2 separate regions of the Ovis aries genome follow, and region 1 is linked to region 2. The links are chromatin contacts, called in public Hi-C maps. All regions are on one chromosome and are shown on one strand. Each heading gives the region's core, a stretch centred on a gene start, on an enhancer-like site or on the middle of the called end of the contact. The rest is flanking DNA. Distances are from core to core; before and after follow the strand shown.

The links. A called contact is a pair of places that touch in the nucleus more often than the background predicts.
Region 1: a Hi-C map of skin fibroblasts shows a contact between it and region 2, with 1.9 times the contacts expected there. The contact joins the promoter of APOLD1 here to the enhancer-like site in region 2. A contact is called at or near these places in 2 of 16 Hi-C or Micro-C datasets (skin fibroblasts and tail adipose tissue).

What each region holds. Positions count from the first base shown.
Region 1 is chr3:202,722,774-202,727,889 of ARS-UI_Ramb_v3.0, reverse strand. It overlaps APOLD1 (apolipoprotein L domain containing 1), which reads left to right and starts at 3,308. Exons shown (of 2, transcript XM_004023473.4): 1 at 3,308-3,343. The coding sequence starts at 3,341.
Region 2 is chr3:202,614,868-202,619,802 of ARS-UI_Ramb_v3.0, reverse strand. No RefSeq gene overlaps it. Among named protein-coding and RNA genes, the nearest start is that of GPRC5D, 18 kb to the right of the region's middle. Within about 2 kb of position 2,817, at least 10 of the 54 cell types and tissues checked have an H3K27ac peak or open chromatin away from gene starts, as enhancers often do. A contact at or near this core is called in tail adipose tissue, where this site is marked.

The DNA of each region.
Region 1 (5,116 bases), core at 2,059-4,558, 110 kb before region 2:
TGGGAGGGATTGGGGGCAAGAGGAGAAGGGGACGACAGAGGATGAGATGGCTGGATGGCATCACTGACTCGGACTTGAGTCTGAGTGAACTGCAGGAGTTGGTGATGGACAGGGAAGCCTGGCGTGCTGCAATTCATGGGGTCGCCAAGAGTCGGACTCGACTGAGCGACTGAACTGAACTGAACTGAAGATCTGTCATATGGTAATTAAAAGAAATAAGCCACACATTTTTATATCTCATTTTAAAATTTATTTATTTTATTTTGATTGAAGTATAGCTGATTTACAGTGTTATGTTCATTTCTGCTGCAGCCACATGGATGAACTGTCATACTGAGTGAAGTAAGATAGAGAAATATTATAGATAGTGTTTGTATGTGGAATCTAAACAAAAGGTACAAATGAACTTATTTATAAAAATAGGAATAGAGTCACAGATGTAGAAAACAAACTTATGGTTACCAAGAGGGGAAAGAAGAGGGGATAAATTGGGAGACTGGGAGTAACATATACACACTACTATATATAAAACAGATAACTAATAAGGACCTACTCTATAGCACAGGAAAGTCTACTCAGTACTCTGTAATGCCCTATATGGAAAGAATCTAAAAAAGAGTGAATACATGTATATGCATAACTGATTTACTTTCCTGTACAGCAGAAACAAACACAACATTATAAATCAACTAGACTCCAATAAAAATTAATTTAAAAATTTCTGCTGTACAGCAAACTGATTCAGTTATACATATACTGGATTGGCCAAAAAGTTCGTTTGGGCCAGCTCTATATATACATTCTTTTTAAAAATATTCTGTTTCATTTTGGTTTCTCATAGTATACTGAATGTAATTTTCTGTGCTATACAGTAGGACCTTCTCGTTTATAAAATTTCTTCTTTAAAAAAAAAATTAAAAAAAAAATTCACTGAGACCCTTAAAAAAAATAGAAGTGACCTAGACCTTTCTAGAACTCTGGCAGGCCCAGAACATAGCTATCACTTTATTTTTAAAATGTGATAATTTTAGCTAGGGGCCCCAGACTAATGAGTTGTTAACAACTTAACTGTATAAACACCTGACTCACAAACTACTAGCTATACTGTTTCTGCTGCCATGTAACCAGTGGTCAGAGAATTCACAGCTTCTACAGCAGTGGTTCACAGCCCTGGTTGCACATTCAATCTGAAGGTCAGTCCCCACTTTCAATGTAACGTGTCCGGGATGATGGGTTACAGGTGCCCAGAAAACAGTTTAAAAAACAAGTTTTAGGGTGCAGTCCCCAAGATGTTGGGGGAACTGCCTCAATAATACTTTTGATCAAAATACCTTCAATTACTCCTTAAATTTCTTATTGTGCTTCAATATATGAAAGTAAATAAATACTGAGCCAAAAGTATTATGTTCATGTGTCTATCTTTAGAAATGAAGTACCAGATTTTTACAGGTGGTAAAACTACAACAAACCCAAACTGTCAAATGAATGCTTTTTGTTCCATTAAAAAAAAAAAAAAAGGATTTATAACAGAGAAAAACGAATTCTTGGATATTGACTGAGGTCAGTACTGCGCATTCTCCTGGACCTTCTCCTCTTCATCCGACTTCTGAACTATGATTATTGATGCTCTGAAGATGGTGATCCTCTCTGTATCCCAGCAACATTCACCCATTCATGAAATAAAGATTTATTTGTGTTCATCTAAACCCCAAACACGGGCTTCTCTGGTGGCTCAGTGGTAAAGAATCTGCCTGCCAATGCAGGAGACGAGGGTTCGATCGCTGGGTCTGGAAGATCCCCTGGGAAAGGAAATGGCAACCCACTCCAGTAATCTTGCCTGAGAATCCCATGGACAGAGAAGCCTGGCATGCTACAGATACCACTCAGTGACTAAACAACAACAAAACCCCAAACGCAAGAAAACGTCCAGGGAAGCTGGAGGAGCAAATGAGAGTTGGAGAATCAGGGTACATTGTCTCACTCCCTGCCTACTCTACCACCGCCGAAGCCACGCCCTCCGCCATCCCCCGCCCCCCCACGCCCACCGCCTGACCGTCTGCCCAATTCACCCCGTTTTGCATTCCATTTGTATGACTACGTCTGTGGGTTCAGTGGAAGACATTTTCCCACCTCTTGCCTCAAAAGCACAGGCAGGCACTGAAGGTGTCTGACTGAGGGTTATGTTTATCCTGTGAGGAGCTGTAACCAGAATTTTTGGACATGGGTCAGATTCAGAAAAAGCAAGTTCAAAAGGCCCATGATTGTGAGTAGCAATAAACTGGGTTGTGTTCCTCAATACCATGTCTACTTATAAAGGTGGGGGACTTGTGTTCAAGAAAGATATGGTTGCTAAGGCTTTCCAGACGAACCAGAGAGTTGAGACAATAATTCGTATCTGGGAATCTGTGGTAGGAGTCTTCCTGGCTGAACAGCCAACACCTATCTGAATGTCCCAGAAAGCATCCACAGACGCTATCCTTGTTTTCCTCTCCTGAATGATCCAGAATATTGCCCTTCAGCCGGTGCTTCATTCCGTGGGGGTAGAATGCACTCATATAACTATTGCCTGGGCTTCAGTGGTTGCTTCCCCTGAAAACCCAGGAAACAGAATCTCCGCTGCTGTTGAAAGTGTGTAATTAGCTCCTCGTGCAGCCTGACCCCACTGATTTTTCTGACGCATTTGGCCCGAGGTGTGCCCTTTCTGAGACCTCCAAGAGCTTCTCCGCAGCTGGAGATGCTCAAAACTGCACGCAGCACTTCCTGTGGGCGTGGCTTTGCATTCTGAAGGTTGCGCGCCTACTGAATCACGTGTTTCAAGTGTTCAGATTCAAGATGCTTTTTTTAAAAAAAATACAGGAGTGGACTGCGAGTGGCTCTATCAGACATAAAAGAGTCTCTTCCCTTTTTCTTTTTAAAAAGTGGTTGTGTACTGGTGGCCTCCCGAGAAACACTATAATTGGTCAGCCTGGGGTGCGTTTTATGTCCTCTCAGATAACGTCATTAGCTATTTTCAGGAAAGGGAAGGCAGAGTATGCCCCCCGGGACAATGACAGCACTTGTTTCAAGTTGGGGAAGAGCCTGTGGTTCTTTTCCTGCGTTTGGGGGAAAGCGAACACACAATGTTCATTTCCTAAATACGGGATGTGCTGCGAGGCTGGCGGGTCATTTTCCACCATGTCATATCCTTCTGGATGAAGGCAGCAGGGGCCAGGACAGGAAATGGCAAGTTCTCAGAAAAGACAAGGCTTTCCCAGGGCCGTCATTGGCTCTCTGGAACTATAAAGCTTGCTCATCCAGAAACAGCCTCAGATTCTTCTTTCCTGGAGATAGCCAGAAGTGAATGGTAAGTGGGGAGACCAGAGGGATGCTATCTGAAAAAATAGCCACTGGACTGGTAATACTGGGATTGTATCCTTGGTCCGTAATATATTTTGAGTAATTTTGCCTCGTTTTTGCTCAGAGGTGTCCTTATCTGGCAATTTGTCAGTGGTGGGTACAGTTATGGAGGCATGCTAATAAAATTAAGATCTAGGAGTCTAGAGACCAAGATTCTACACTGAGCTCTGTGAAGTATCAGCTGCAGGTAGAACTTGTCTATGTTTCAATTTCCTCACCTTCCACATGAGAATGATTTCTGTTCTGATATCTCACAGTGGTCAAATGTTGGATTTCTATAGCTTTGTCACTTTTGAGAAGTTCCTAATAATGAGATGTACAATGGCTATGAAGGGAGAAATCTTTGGCAACTAGAAAGGATGTACTTTTACTCAGGATGTACAGTTTTCTCTGTTAGTCATCTTCAATTGGCTTCCGTTCAGCTCGGGACAAGGGTAGCCCTCAGTGAGCTGTTCAATGAAAATTGTGGTCCCTTTTAAAATTCTGTTCAATTGCTACTCATTTTTAAAGGGAGCTTTCATCATAAAGGAACATACTGGTGCTAGTGTAATTTACTTTTAATTAAGCATGTATCAAAGAGTGAGATTTCTGAAGACCTGATGAACTCTAGTTAGAAGAAATAGCACAAGCCTAAGTAATCTTAGGCTTGATTCTAAGATAAGAGCTGGGAAAAATAACAAGCAGTAGAGTTGCTTCAGGTGAGCATCTAACTTAGAAAAATTAGTTTCTTACATTTGATAGATGCTTTTTGAGTTTTTGGTGATTCGTCTTTTTCACTCATCAGAGAGGGGAAAAAACTGTATTGCAAAACTCTTAAGATCTTAGTCTTCTTGTAAGGAAAGGGCTTTGTAAAGGGGTACAACCTACTGCTTGCCACATGTCATCTTTCAGAGATTAGGGCTCAGTATTCCATGCCTGTTCAGTCCTGGGTGGCTCTTTCTGATCCCATGGATTGTAGCCTGCCAGGCTCCTCCATCCATGGAATTCTCCAGGCAAGAATACAGGAGTGGGTAGCCATTTCCTTCTCCAGGAGATATTCCCCACCCAGGGATTGAACCTGCATCTCCTGCATTGGCAGGCTGATTCTTTACCACTTAGCTACCTGGGAAGCCCTTCAGTATTGCAGTAGACTTATAATATTAATTATAGGGCTTCCCTGGTGGCTCAGAGGTTAAAGCGTCTGCCTGCAATGCAGGAAACCCGGGTTTGATCCCTGGGTCGGGAAGATCCCCTGGAGAAGGAAATGGCAACCCACTCCAGTATTCTTGCCTGGAGAATCCCATGGACTGAGGAGCCTGGTGGGCTGCAGTCCACGGGGTCACAAAGAGTTGGACACGACTGAGTGACTTTACTTACTTTACTTATAATATTAATAGCTGCTGCTGCTTCTGCTAAGTGGCTTCAGCTGTGTCAGACTCTGTGACCCCATAGATGGCAGCCCACTAGGCTCCTCTGTCCCTCGGATTCTCCAGGCAAGAATACTGGAGTGGGTTGCCGTTTTCTTCTCCAATGCATGCGTGCATGCATGCTAAGTCCCTTAAGTTGTGTCCAACTCTGTGTGACCCTATGGACAGCAACCCACCAGGCTCCTCTGTCCACAGGATTCTCTAGGCAAGAATACTGGGGTGGGTTGCCATTTTTTCTCCAAATATTAATAGCACCACTCCCTTATTTAACAAATTAAAAAAAAAATCAATCCTTGGCATTCCCTGGGAGAAAA
Region 2 (4,935 bases), core at 1,568-4,067:
CTACATTTCTTTCTCATTTTACTTGTTTTTGGCCCACTATTCTGAAAGTTTTAGGAAGGCAGAGAATTCTTTTGTGTCCTCTTATAGCCCCAGGGCCTAGTTCCATGCCTGCACACATATCAGAATTTGTTGCATGAACCAATAAACTTTGGGGGAGAAAGGTAATTTTTTTTTGTTCGTTTATCACAGGGTAATTAGGATGCTGGTTTCTCACTCAGGGGCTTCCCAGGTGGCTCAGTGGTAAAGAACCTGCCAGCCAATGTAGGAGACATAAGGGACTCAGGTTCGATCCCTGGGTTGGGAAGATCCCCTGAAGAAGGGAATGGCTACCCACTCCAGTATTCTTCCCTGGAGAATCCCAATGGACAGAGGAGCCTGGAGGGCTACTGTCTATGGGGTTGCAAAGAGTCGGACACGACTTAGCAACTAAGTACACACACACACCTCACTTAGCGAGCACCGCTGTCAGAGTCCCTCTAGTCTGCTCTGGTATCTTTTGGGGTCATTTATCTTTAAATAATCATGATGAATTTCAGTTGATCCACCATCAGATTTTTGTGTGTTTTTTTTTTTTTTTCCGTACAAGAACAACACTTAACTCCAGTGTGATAAAAGCTATTCACAAACCTGAGGCTTGGAGGAGAGAAAGGAAATTCTTGACTTTGGGGGCTGAGTTCATTTCATCACATCCAAGTTTTATTTCCCTGAGGCTTTTCTTTGTCAAGCTTGGGAAAGTGCCGTTTCCTAGGAGAACTACATAAGAACAAACTTCACATATGAGAAAAGCGAAAAGCAGCCCCCAAGGCAAAAATCAGAGAGGCGTTTTAGACTGATCCCCCTGAAGATCAATGGCAATCTTTTTTTTTTTCAAGTACATTACTTTCCTAAACTGACTTGAACCAAATGGATGAACAAGGACCTTTCAGACTGCATAAACCAAACGGGAAATAGATGAGAGTGCCAGCAAAGAGGCTTGAAAGGATTTGTCTTCCTACATTTCAAGGCAACTGTTGTTTCCAGCAACAGTCTCTCTTGGGAAAACTGGTCAGTGTGTCCTGGATTGTGACTGGGTGGCAGCAGGCGAGGGTCAGTGGGGACGTGGCAGGGATGGGCTCGGGCTGAGCTGCACATTACACTGGAGAAGAGGAGAGAAGAAGATGCAAAGGGAATTTGAATGTTCCCAGGAACAGGACTGACTCATAAAATCTTTCCATTGATGCCATATCAAAGCAATCACTTTCTGCCTTTTTGAGCCAAATTGGAAAAACCTGGACAGTCTTCGCTCCAAACCAGAACACAGAGGAAGTCTTCTCTTGTCTACAGAGCAGCACCTCCCAAACTCACGCTGTCTAAAGAGTCACATGAAGTGATGTGAAGTGTGAAAGTCGCTCAGTCGTGTCTGACTCTTTGCGACCCCATGGACTATACAGTCCATGGAATTCTCCAGGCCAAAATACTGGAGTGGGTAGCCTTTCCCTTCTCCAGGGGAATCTTCCCAACCCAGGGGTCAAACCCAGGTCTTCCGCATTACAGGTGGATTCTTTACCAGCGGAACCACAAGGGAAGGAAGCTTGTTAAAAATGCAGATTCCAGGGCCGTTTCCTGGAAGGTCTGATGTAGTAGATCGGGGTCCAGGTATGAAAAGTTATACTTGCAATAGGCATCCCAGCTGATTCTCCTGACTGGACAGGTTTATTGTTCAGTCACTAACTTGTGTCTGATGCTTTATGACCTCGTAGACTGCAGGATGCAAGGCTTTCCTATCTTTCACTATCTCCGGGAGCTTGCTCAAATTCATGTCCATGAGTCCGTGATGCTATCTAACCATCTCATCCTCTGTCACCCTCTCGTCCTTTTGCCTTCAATGTTTCCCAGCATTAGGGTCTTTTCCAGTGAGTCAGCTCTTCACAACACGTGGCCAAAGCATGGAAGCTTCAGCATCCATCCTTCCAATGAATATTCAGGGTTGATTTCCTTTAGAAATGACTGGTTTGATCTCCTTGCAGTCCAAGGGACTCTCAAGAGTCTTCTCCAACACCACACATCTGGGGAAAGGCATCAGAGAGTTAGCCATCTTGGTCCACCTTTCCTAATTCACCAATCTTCCAGGCAAACCCTACTTTTTGCCTTCCCTACCTTTGAACTCAATCCATAGGAAGCCTCTCAGTCTGTTCTCCTGTCTGGGAGCCATAGTGTGGTTCTGCAAACAAGATTCCAGTTCCCTCCCTGAAGGGATCTTGGTGGAGACCTCCCAGGGTTAAAGCTGAAACTGGACATGGAGACACAGGCATCAGGAGAGATAGCCCTTAGGGATGGAGCAGCCTTCTTCGCTGCTAGGCATTCTGGGGCCCCTTCCTTCTGCCCCTCCCCCTCCTGGCCAGGATCACATCTCCTGCTTCATCACCCATCTCCACCTCTAAGCTCACTCCCCAACCTCCCTTTCTGTCTCCACTGCAACTTCACAGCCTTGTATTCATTCAGGTGCTTCCACTTCCAACTCAGTTGGTTCAAAACCACTGATTTATTGTCCTCTCCACCTCCAGCTCTGTTTCTCCACCTGGACCCTCTACCTGGGGTTCCCTCTTTTGCAAACTGGAAGCGTGGTCCTGTGAGTCACCCAAGCCAGGATACTGGCTCCTCTGTCTTCCTCATTCCCTACATTAAAACCTAAATATCTGTTTAAGGCTGTGGTTTGCAAGCCTGGTTTGCTGCCAAACAGAATCATCTGGAAAGATTTTATAACATACACATGCCTGCGCTCCACTCCCAGAAATTCTGATTTAATTGGTCTGTGGTGAGGTCAGGCCATGGACAGCTTTTAGAACTTCCCAAGTGATTCTAACATGCAGCCAGGGTTCCCACTCCAGCCTCTGTTCCACCCTTCCCCACGAGGCAGATCTGATCCATTCACAGGGCTGGGGCCCGGGTGGGGAGATCGAGGCTCTTAGCTCCAGCACAAAATTCAAGGGAGCGCCAAGACCCTCAGTCACCAAGATGGATTACAATATTAAAAAAAAAAAAAAAAGAATGCAGAAAGTCCATGATCCACAACACATAGATGTTTTATAAAAACAGGCTGCCGTGGTTTGTTTCACGACCCTGCTTTATTTCACAACAGCAACAATTATTTCCCATCAGGCTTCGGTCCCTGGGCTACTGTGGCTGCCACGTTCCTCCCAGGGGTTTATGAGGGTTGACAAAGGCGTGTAAACAGATTGGGCAACGAAGAACTCTAGGTTTTTTTTTTTTTTTTTTTGACTGGAGAGCTTTTAACTTTTTCCATTGGGTTCAAAACATGGGCGGGTTTGTTGATAAGCCTGTGCCAGGGGTACACATGTGTGCCTCCACCCCAGATTCCAGCTTGACTTGGCACAGTGCTGCTGGTCGGCCGGCCCCTCCGTTCAATGCCCTTCGCACCCATGTCTGGGTTCCTGCTTTCGGGATCTAAGTCCTGTGTGAGCCCAGGAAGCTCAGCTCTCCAGCCTCAACTCCTATTGCTTTCCGCTTTGTGTGATTCAGTACGGAACGCCTTGGCTTTCCTTGCAGGTACGCTCTTACAGGTGGCTCAGTGGTGAGGAATCTGCGTGTGATGCAGGAGTTGCAGGCTTGATCCCCATGTGGGGAAGATCCTCTGGAGAAGGAAATGGCAACCTGATCCAGTATTCTTGCCTAGGAAATCCCACGGACAGAGGAGCCTGGCGGGCTACAGTCCATGGGGTTACGATAGAGTTGGACTTGGCGACTAAACAACAACAGCAACACCGTTACTTGGGGGTGTTTTCTGCTCTGCAAACCTGGGTCTTTGCAGCCAGTCACATAGTTGTTGATTTCTGCACTGCTCAGAGATACATGGCTGAGATGGTGAGTGGGGTCGGAATTCAACCCTGTTCCACTTATGTAGCCCCACACCCCATCGCTCCGCCCCCCTCCCCACACAGTGTGCTTGGCATGAGGCTGTATCCATGGGTGCTGCAGCCATGTCTTCCCATTCATCCACCCAGTGTTAGTTGCTCAGTCGTGTCTGACTTTGCAGCCCCATGGACTGTAGCCCGCCAGCCTCCTCCATCCATGGGATTTTCCGGGTAAGAATACTGGAGTGGGTTGCCATTTCCTTATCCATTTCCTGACCCAGGGACTGAACCTGGGTCTCCTGCATTGCAGGCAGACTCTTTCCATCTGAGCCACCTGGGAAGCCCATCACTCACCCAGAAGGGGCACGTTTTCCTAGCTTGGACAAAGACTCCCTGTTAGTGGCGGCTCTGAGTATCATTCCCCACATCTTTCCCCATGAATTCTGCCCTCCCTCCCTCCCATGTAAGACAGAGCTCAAGCTTTGACCTCCACGGGAAGTCTTTCTTGCCCTCGGTCTCTGAGACAGTGACTCTAAGTTACCACTTCATCTTCTGCATGTTCTTATGATGGCAGCTGTCCCAGTGAAGTGTAATTACGTGGATAGCTGTGAAACCACACGCCTGCCACAGAAGTGTGGCCTGTATCGGTCAAGTTCAGGGTGGTTCTTCTTTAATCTAAGGATGCCTTTGAAGAAAACTGGAATAACAAGTAGTAAAGTCAAACATTCAGGCGAGTACCTCCTTTGTTTTACTTCAAGGTACCAAATAATCGGCTGCATCAATCAGGCTGGGCATGGCTAGCTGAAATAACAACCTGGGGGTTTACAATAAGAAAGTTCTATTTCTTATTCACACCGCATGTTCCTCATGGAACCCAGATGGATGGAGCAGTCACTGTTTGCAGCTCTGCTTGCCACTGTGGTGGAGGGAAAAAACTTTTGACAGTCTGGTACCAATAATGAATTGTTTCTTCCTGGAATCAGCTTTGGAAGTGACATAATTTCTGCTCCAACTTACTGGCCAGAATTAGTGTCATGGTCCCACCCAACCTCAAAAGGGACAAAAAGTATAAGCCTACCATGTT